Linked DNA regions of Bicyclus anynana: region 1 is linked to region 2. The links are chromatin contacts, called in public Hi-C maps. All regions are on one chromosome and are shown on one strand. The core of a region is the stretch at or near the end of the contact, and the rest is flanking DNA. Distances in the headings are between cores, read along the strand shown. Region 1 overlaps LOC112046846 (klarsicht protein). Region 2 overlaps LOC112046846 (klarsicht protein).

What was found. A called contact is a pair of places that touch in the nucleus more often than the background predicts.
Region 1: a contact with region 2 is called in a Hi-C map of whole larva, with 2.4 times the contacts expected there. The contact joins two enhancer-like sites. A contact is called at or near these places in 2 of 2 Hi-C or Micro-C datasets (whole body and whole larva).

Annotation. Positions count from the first base shown.
Region 1 is chr22:4,612,997-4,617,965 of ilBicAnyn1.1, reverse strand. It overlaps LOC112046846 (klarsicht protein), which reads left to right. Exons shown (of 25, transcript XM_052888461.1): 15 at 600-827; 16 at 1,493-1,728; 17 at 2,210-2,579; 18 at 2,728-3,531. Among protein-coding and RNA genes, the nearest start is that of LOC112046865, 28 kb to the left of the region's middle. Within about 2 kb of position 3,620, at least 8 of the 8 cell types and tissues checked have open chromatin away from gene starts, as enhancers often do.
Region 2 is chr22:4,576,870-4,581,990 of ilBicAnyn1.1, reverse strand. It overlaps LOC112046846 (klarsicht protein), which reads left to right. Exons shown (of 25, transcript XM_052888461.1): 21 at 1,641-1,792; 22 at 2,560-2,764; 23 at 3,626-3,787. Among protein-coding and RNA genes, the nearest start is that of LOC112046857, 12 kb to the right of the region's middle. Within about 2 kb of position 2,655, at least 8 of the 8 cell types and tissues checked have open chromatin away from gene starts, as enhancers often do.

The DNA.
Region 1 (4,969 bases), core at 2,371-4,870, 35 kb before region 2:
ATTGGTATCACATGAGCAATATATTTTATTAAGAATACATGTATATTGTAAATCTGTTTTATTTGTGGTATAAAATATAACTAATATTCATAACAATAATGTATCTGTTTCCATAAAACATTATCATGTCACATGGTGAAATAATGGCGAATTTGAAAAAAGTTCAATTTGTAATGAAAGCAATTTACAGTTTACAGTTGGTTAACCTTCTGCTTTAATGATATAGTAGTATTATACTATACGCTACTTTTCATTCCAATAGTTCCAAATATCAGGCACAGATAGTATAGCAATAAATAACAAATTTGCTATTTTCCGCGAAATATTTACAGATGTGTGAGTTAACATCAACAATCCATAATACTTATTTAACGCACATTTTATACTGAAGCACCCTCAAAATTCGATTCAATATCTTAAAACGCGCATTTTATACCGAAAAATTAGGAGATTTAAACTTGCTTTAAATTAACTTTTCTCTTTGATCTCGATTCGATCGCAAAAAAATATTAGATCATCAAGAAAACTTTACGCCAATTGTTTCACCAACAAACACGCATTATATGTTTGTGCTAAAAGGCAAAGGTAACTAACCCTAGGTGACACTGCGGAAGAAACGCAACGGCACCAGCGCTCGGCCGTGGTCCGTGTCTTGCCTGTCACAACTCAGCGGCGCGGGGACCTCTCTCACGGCCACGCCCACAACAGAGTCCATGCACAACAACATGTCCATATCGGAGTCAGCGCTAAACACTTTGGCGTCACCCGCTAGAGTCACCCCGGGGAACTCCAGTTCAAAGTTGCGAGGAAGTTCTACTACTGTACAGGTATGGAGGACGAAATTGGTATTTGTGTTTGTGTTACATGTAGAATTGTTTCTGTTTGGGAATTGCACGAATTCATTCCCTGTCATCAATTATAATGGGATCACTATTTCTTCATTCCATTCACGTTGGCGCTGCGGTAATTAATCGATTTTTTAATTACATCTCAGATAGAGTACTATAGATATTTGTTGCACAGTTTTTTGGCATATTTCTGAATGTAATCAATATGTTTATATTGAATTTGAGAGTCATGATTGTCTGACCTAACATCTTTAAAAAAATATTGCCATGCTTTTTAATTGTTCCCAGCTTTATCCCAAAAGTTTATGAATGTTTTATTTCTATAATCAGAATTTTTCCACTATTATTTTGCCTTAATCGGAATCGATTATTGAGTTCAATTGAATTATGCGCAAAGGTTTAATGTAGAAAATACCTATTAACCTAGCTAATCGTTACTTATGTGTACCTACGTCAATCAGTTGCAAGTTATATAGCCAGTTCTCTTTACTTAGCTAGTCAGTCTAGTCAAGGGTAGTCAACGAGTATGCAGTCCAAACACTATAGCGTGTTATATGCTGAAGCAAATACAGAAACAAACAAGACCAACAAAAACAGCTGAACAATTAGACAATACGAATATAATGTTGATTATTTCGCACCAGGGTCACGTATCGAGCACAAACACAATGACGGAGGCGTGCACGTCCTGTGTGGAGGCCAACGACAAACAGTGCTGGCTGCGACGGAAGAGGCTCAAACTTCGTCGCCACAACAACACCAACACGAGGAGAGAACGACTGGTGAAGTCACTCTCCTTCTGTGGCCGACTCAGTCCGGAGATCGAGGACAAACATGAGAGGAGCGCTGCTAGCGACCCGGCTACTAGTAGGAAAAATAGGTGCGTTACTTATTGTTAATATTGAAAGAGAATACTTTAAGAAACTTAAGCGGCAAGAATGTTGGGCATCCAGGCTGATTCTTTGCCCCAAAAATAAGCGAGCTTTTTGGTCGAGTCGTGTCGAGGTAATTAGCTGAAGTGAAATAATTCGGAGAAATTTTTGCGACTCCATGGCCTATGGGTCTCCACGGCAAAAGGAACAAATATGTATATCTCGGTCTGACAGGGTATACTTGTACCACTTATCGGTTATTGTTAAATTAAATAGCAAAAATTAAACTGGTAATTTATAATTTATCATCAAAACTAAGAAGAATTAAGAAGATGCAAATGCAATCTAAAACTGCAATGATTGCACAAAAATACGATTAATTGTTTTTTTGAGATATACTGAAGTTAAAATTAAAAATTCAAATTTTTTGCGTAGCAAGTCTATACACAAAGCCATTTCTCAATTATTAATTATGTATTTTTTATTTAGGTTCGACACTACTTCAACGTCTGGAAATGACAGCGATGAGGGACTAATCAAGCAACAATTGGCGACCATAGCAAACCTGCGGAGAAGCATTGAGAAAACACACATATCAAATAAAGAACCCGACAGTGCCATCCCTGAACAAAACGAATCGGAACTAACTATCCCTAGCTTTAAATTGGGCCCTGAAGGTGGAACCGTGAGGCCAAGACTCACTCGGAGTATGGAAAGGGAGAGGACGTTTTTGGCCTTGAGTTTGGGAAACCCGAGCCAAATGTGGGACGTCTGCTTGGACAAGGACTCCGATAAAAGTGTCACAGCTGGAACAGAGGAACACAGTTCATTCTCTGAACAAGCTTGGGATTTCTATCAGGTAAATTTTATTCTTGTTTAATAACGCTTGTCTAATAACCAGATGACGCTGTTTTTTTTTTCGCTAGTATCCAAATATCTTACGAGATTTACTAATTTGGTGTATCTTTCGGGTGTTATTTTAAAACAAATAATTTCTTTGTCAACAGGAAAAATATAACTCGGAGCCATATTCGGAAGCGCCAGACTCGGACGCCGCTCGCCGTCTTTTAGAATTTGGGGACGATTACAGAGCATTCCTAGATTCACAATCGGACTGTTGCTCAAGCTTATCAGCTCAGCCGGAAAACGACCAAAGCCCAAGTGGAACACGCAGAAGAAGACCACCCTCAGACGTCTCTAGAGAACGCAGCCTGCCTCGATACAAGAGACCGACGAGAACATCTCCAGTGGAGACTCCCTCCCGAAAGCCCAAAAAATCAATGTCGAGCGCTGAACGCAAAAAGAACCTCCTCGACAGTCTGGAGAGGTCCCGCAACAACACCAGCATAGAAAGCAACGACGGCGTCCGAAGACGCAAACCCTCCGAAAGCGAAAGAAAGAACAGCAAACGCTCCCCCGAATTCGATCTCCTCAACATCCAAGCGTTGAGCCGCAGACGTCACAGCTCAAATCTGACAAGCGACGAAGTCAACAGTTCGCTGGAATACACCGAAGTCAACAACCGACCGGACATACTGGACTCGTTGAGTAGACGACGCAAGGAGAAAGACGGGGAGAGCGAGTTGCAAAAAGTCGCGCTTTCGGAAATGCGTAGACGTTCAACGGGGAGCGCGGACTCGGAAGGGGAGTCCTCGTCGCCGAAGCACAGCCGGAGGAATTGGGGAGACTCAGACTCGGAGTCTGAAGAGGTGCGGTCGCTGGTGCGCCGCTCGAGCACGCAACTGGAAGTGACGGAGGCGCTGATGGCGCGCCACGACGCGTCGCCCGACATCCTGCGCGCGTTCGACTACGTAAGGACCCCATTCGATACCGATTACAGTAGTAGCTACAGCGACGCGGACGACAGCCGCTCGTGCGTGAGCGTCCGCCAGACGTGCCTGCGCGCGCGCCTCTGTCTCGCCGTCACCGCCTTCTCTATATTAGTCATAGTATACATACACATTCAATGACATTTGGCATGGGCTTGTGTGATATTTTTTCTCATATATGTAAGTATACGCGTTAGGTGCGCTGCGATTGTCAGATTGAAAATCGAAATCGAACTAGGACAAAGAAATTTTTTGAAAAGTGAACGTTAAGTCGTCCAATCGATTTGCTGTCTTTATGTAGTGTAAAAATAGCAAATCGATTGTAACTATTTCACACAGAGTTCCTTGATTTTGTTATAACAGTAAAAGCCCAGCGTGTTCTTTAGAGAAGAAATCAACAATGATATGTTTTCTTTAGTTCACTCCTGACTATTTTATATTACAATTTTTGTGCTGTAAACCTACTCTTTGAAGTGAAGCTTCAATTATTATTCGTATAATAACTTTTGCTCGACGGTTGATGAGCGTCCCCTAGGCTAGATAACATTTATTACTTATTTAATCAACTTACTAAATTATTCAATATACACTAATTAACTATTTAATACTACTCTACATTCCATATAATTAAAATAATTTGTTAGTCATATATAAAATGTGTAGGTACAAAGTATAAAGCATTTGTGTAATAATATGTTAGTCTGACAAACGCAGTACGTATTAGTATTTATTTACATTATTTATAGTTGGGTGACACCTGTCAAACTCCCATACGCTTTGACAGTTGACAGCTGATGTATAAACCATGCTAATTTATATGTGAGAGTGGTTTTTTTTTATAGAACGAGTTGGACACGATTTCACTTGTTAATTATAGTTTAATAAATAAACAAAAACTTGTTGCTTTTTAATTATTTTGATCATAGTGAAATTGTGTCACATATTCAAATCACATATTTATTTTCATTTACTTATATTTTTTTTTATTTTGTTTGTTTTGAGTTTATTTACTAACTAACCATGTGTGTTGTGATCGTTATGTGTAGTCTTTACTAACTGCCTGTTTATTTTTAATCCCTTTTCCCTCAAATTTAATCCCCTTCCTTTATTTTGGAGGCAACTATTCGGTGCTAGAACAATGAAACTAACTTTTAGATATATACCAGTGATATATTTATTATCTATATAAAGTTAACGGTGCAGGTTCAGGCAGGCTTGATAATTTATTCGGTGTAACCAATGCTTTAAAACTGACTGACATTAGACACATCGAAATGACAGATGTCATGTTTGACATTTGCCACCACAGATTATAAAAGAGCTAAGATACTTAAGTTATTTAATTTATAATCTGTTTAATTTATTAACGTGATTAACTGTGATTGCGCGGTACTTTAGAAGTAACTTGTTAATTTGGTTG
Region 2 (5,121 bases), core at 1,406-3,905:
ATAAGAAACTCTTGACGATGTCTGCAAGCCTGGTAACAAGGCGCCGCAGGCGCACACCAGGGCGTTGTTGAACCGGAGGCTCGAGGAGCTCAAGGTAAAGAAAACTCCACATAAAACCTCATATAACTCGCAACTTGGCTTGGTATATACCTATTCATAATAAACTCTTGACGATGTCTGCGAGCCTCGTAACACGGCGCCCCAGGCGCACACCAGGGTACAGGGGTCTTTGTTGGGAGGATTGAGGAGCTAAAGGTAAAGGAAACTCCATAAAAAACCTCATGTTGCTTGCAAATCTGGATAAACTTGAAAGCTTAGCAAAACTCTCTTGAAGATGAATCCGATCCTAGTATTTTATTACAAAAATCAAATAACAATATTGAAAAGGCTTACAGGATTTAATGGTCTGGTGTTATCGTCTGAATTCGACGGATTTTCGCGGAAAATCGCATAATCGCTTAACTTAATCATCTTATTATACTCGTACATCGAAAATCGTTTTATGTACAAAACTAAAATATGTCAGGGAGGTAGTTTATAGTTAGTTATCCACTAAGAACGGATTTTGCGATAGTGCTGGATTAAATAGATCTAAGGGCGGACGAAGTCGCTAGCGCTAGCGGCGATATTAGTAACTAGCTGACACCGCACGGTTTCATCCGCGTGGTTCCGTTCACGTAGGAATATGGGGATAATAGCCTATAGCCTTTCTCGATAAATGGGCTATCTAATACTGAAAAAAAAAATTCAAAACAAACAAACAAACTCTTCAGCTTTATAATATTAGTATAGATTGCGATTAACTTCTGAAAAGTAGGTAACGCATGCTTGCATAACACACGTAGCTTATTTAATATTACTTGAGTATATATTAAATAACCTACATAAATGCTTGGCAAAGGTTATTATCGATTCAGCCAAATGTAAAAATGCTTCTGATTTATCACACTCAATCAATTTATTGTTATACAACCTGTTACAAGTGTTCTGGCAACCTCTCAACGGGTAGAAGTAGGTACATATGAATTGGAGCGCGTGATGTGAATCAAGTTTACCGGCGTGTAAAACAACTGTCAGATATCTGATAGGACTGGTTTTATATTCAACCGCTTACCAACTATGAGCTCTTTTAATATGAACGAGTATTCTCTGGCCTATTAAAGATTTATCTGTACCAACTAATATTATAAAGACTTAGCAGACTCCAAAGTAGATGCAAAAAACCCAATGTCAAACAAAGGGTCTGATTCAGAATATTTGTCAGGACAACATATACAAATCAAACTGTAGTAAAATAAGACCCAATGGCAGAGAATTACCTTGAGTGGAGTCGCGCACTTGTGACGCGTTGTGTGTACGGTTAAAGACGTCAGTTAACTAACCCTCCCCTTTTCCACTCAAGTCACTCCCCCCGCCTATCCCAAGTACCCATAAAGAATTACACAACAAAAATGTAGCCGGCTCGAACTTCACAAATATACGAAACACAAATCGTTTATGCCAACCGATCGCTACCCCTCTCTAACTCCCTACTCTTTACGGAAACTAGTCGCACAAGCTAACACGAGATCGAGCGAAGTCATAACCGTCTCTGACTACTATTTCTTCAATACATATAATAATGAATCTGTCGTTCACAGGAGCGTCTCTCCCGCCTGCTGGAGTGCAAGGTGTCGATGCTGAAGCTGACGGTGTCGGTGCGGCGCGCGCTGGGCGAGCTGGAGTCGGACGACAGCGGGCTCACCGCCGACCTCACCGCGCTGCTGGCCGCCTGGGACGACGCGCACCAACGGTGAATAACACTTTGCTTTACACTAAGGGCTCCTGCCCACGGGCCACCAGCCACAACCATATAACGCCGCTACCGGCATATTTCGTGTAGTAATTCATCCTCCTCTTTACAAGTAAGTAAAGATGCAATCTAAGATGGAAGATCTTAAATTGAAATTTTTGGCAACTGCATTTTTAAAAATATTTTGTAAAACTTCCGTAATGTTTTTAAAAGTTTTTCTTTTTACTATTATCCGAAAATGGTAAAAATTTGACAGTTTTTTTGTAGAGCATTGACAAGATCTGTTGAATTTTTCCTGCCTTCGAAATTAAGTTTAATTGACCAAGTTTGAGGAACAAGAGTTTAAGCTTAAAATGGAAATTTTAAAAACCAACTTTAATTGTTTTTTTAATAAAAAAAATGTATCACCTTTCATCATTATCATTCGGCTCACTGCTGATTATGACGTGTTAGGCCAATAGTCCACCACGCTGGCCCAATGCGGATTGGCAGACTTCACACACGCAGAGAATTAAGAGAATCCTCTGGTATGCAGGTTTCCTCACGATGTTTTCCTTTACCGTTTGAGACATTAAATTAAATATCACTTATTTCTTAAAATGCCCCAAAACCCACATCCTCAGGAATCGGAGGCAGAGTCATATCCACTGGGCTTTAATCCTAGAGATTATACAGAGAGAACAATAGGAAATTTTCTAATCAAAATTTGAATGCTTATAATTTACGATTAACAAATTTTTTTTTAATTGATTGTTATCTCTTTCCAGCACATCAAACGAGCTGCTGTCACTAGAGAAGGCGGTATGCGCGTGGGCCGAGTGGGAGAGCGCGCTACGCGAGCTACAGGGCGCCTTGCGCGGGGACCTTGCCACGCTTCAAGCGCTGCACGACCGCGGCACAGCGCTGGCGGACCACTCTGAGCTGGCCGCGCATATCAGACAACTCGCTGCATCGCTTCTGGATAAGAAAAAGGTAGCGCTTTATTTGCTTTTTCCATCGAATTCAAGGGCTCTTGCAGATTGTTAATGTTTTGTGTGTCTAGCTTACAGATCGCGAGATAATGTCTTAATATAGAGCGAGAGTTTCATTAAAGACAGAGTTATATGTTGGAATAAGGTATTGGGGTTGACAGTGGGGATTTGGGCGGGAAATTTGTAGGAATTACATGTAGCTCTTTTTTTATTTTCTTTAATTTGCTGTATCATACAATTTTATTGTATAAAGTAGGATGCATTTTATCACAGTAATATTAGAAAGGTGAAAGTTTGTATGTATGTGTGAAAATGTGTAAGTATGTTTGTTCCTCTTTTACGCTGCGGCTACTGAAGCGATTTGGCTGAAATTTGGAATGGAAATAGATTTTACTCTGGATTAACACATGGGCTACTTTTCATTCCGGGAAAATCCATGGTTCTCGCGGGTTTTGTGAAAAACTGAATTCCACGCGGACGAAGTCGCGGGCGTCCGCTAGTTGTATATAAATCTGTATAGGTGCACGTGAAAGAGTGATGTTGATCAAGAGTGCTCTAAGTGATTAATTATATTTTCTCGCTGGACTTATCAAGGCAAACTTCGCCTTACTAAAGCATGACTTGACTAAGGACCGACTGGCAGACAATGAAGGACGTGGACTATATTTAGCCACGTTCGCCCTAATAGGGAAAATTTTAGGCTTTACGCAAAAACGTGTTCATCTTAGGACGCTTGACAGTAAGCGTGAGAGAAAGAGAAGCCAGAAAGAGGGCGCGGTAACGCGTTACGTTACGAAATAACTTACCCTCCCATAAGAAGTTATCACTTCAATGAAAGTATCTACAGTGTGATTGTTTGCAGGGTGGGTCGACATGTGACTCGCTATCGGACTCGGGTATATCGGATGGCGACAGCGAAGGCGCCGGTTGCCGCGCGCGTCGCCTCAGCGCACTGCGAGAGCTCGCGCAGCGTCTTCAGGCCGCGCTGGCGCCTAACTCACCTGCACACCGGGCCATTGCCAAGGTACAGTCTTATTTACTTATCTAGGTACTGACTATTCATTCCTCAATACCTCAGTGTCTGAAGACGGAAGTCTTCGAACATTGCATGCTGCCATAGATAACTTGCATGTACCTCCAACTTTTCAGTTGTGTGCATTTTAAGAAATTAAATGTCACGTGTCTCAAACGGTGAAGGAAAACATCGTGAGGAAACCTACATACCAGAGAATTATCTTAATTCTTTGCGTGTGTGAAGTCTACCAATCCGCATTGGGCCAGCGTGGTGGACTATTGGCCTTACCCCTCTTATTCTGAGAGGAGACTCGAGCTCAGCAGTGAGCCGAATATGGGTTAACGACGACGATAGTCTTATTTACTTATCTAGGTACTGACTATTCATTCCTCAATTCCTCAGTGTCCGAAGACGAAAGTCTTCAAACATTGCTTGTTGCCATTGATAACTTACGGATTCGAGGCTTGGTCGCTAACTAGGAGCCTTAAGAAGACGAAAAGCTACTAAAAGAGGGCGATGGAGCGAGCTATGTTTGGAGTTTTACTACGTGATCGAATCAGATATGAGGAGATCCGCAGAAGAATCAAAGTCACTGACATAGCTCATAGCGAGTCGTGAAGTGAAGAGCCGATGTACATTGGGGTCCTAAGGACCTGAAATGGCGACCCCACAACAGAAAGCGTAGTGTTAGTAGACCCCACTGGGTGGACCGAGGATATCTAGCGAGATGACGATGAGCGATGATGAGAGCTCGAGAACTTGATGTGTCCGTGTCCGTGCAAGAGGCCTATGTTTAGCAGTGGGTATCCATCGGCTAATAATGATGATGATGAACTAATCATTCGCTACCTATAAACCGCATAAAACAAAGCTCAGAGTTACTCAGTGGTCGACGCAGAGAGATATATTCGAAGAATCTTTCCGTGTCGGATCCGAATTTTCCTGAATTTTCTCAAAAGTCCACTATTACCTAGCTTAGTTCAACCTGTCGTTAGAAATGAGCGGAGTTCGAAGAGCCGATGGATGGTTTTAAAGTCGGAAAACGAAAAGTCGCTGGGAGTAGCTTTACACAGACTGCTCAAGATGTGTTTGGAAGTCCCTACAATATGCCTATGTCTAGCAGTTGAGGGCCGTCGGTGATATGATAAATCAGTCGCATATACAGCATTACCAGAGTGCACGCAAAAACGCAATTAAACACCTTTTCTTTCGACCTGACTTGTTGCCATTAATATGTAGAAGGTTGTATGCATTTTGGGATCTTCTACAATCAATATCTATGATCTAACATAACAAGAATCATTAATCAGTTAGTTTGACATGTATTACCTAATCTTAATGTA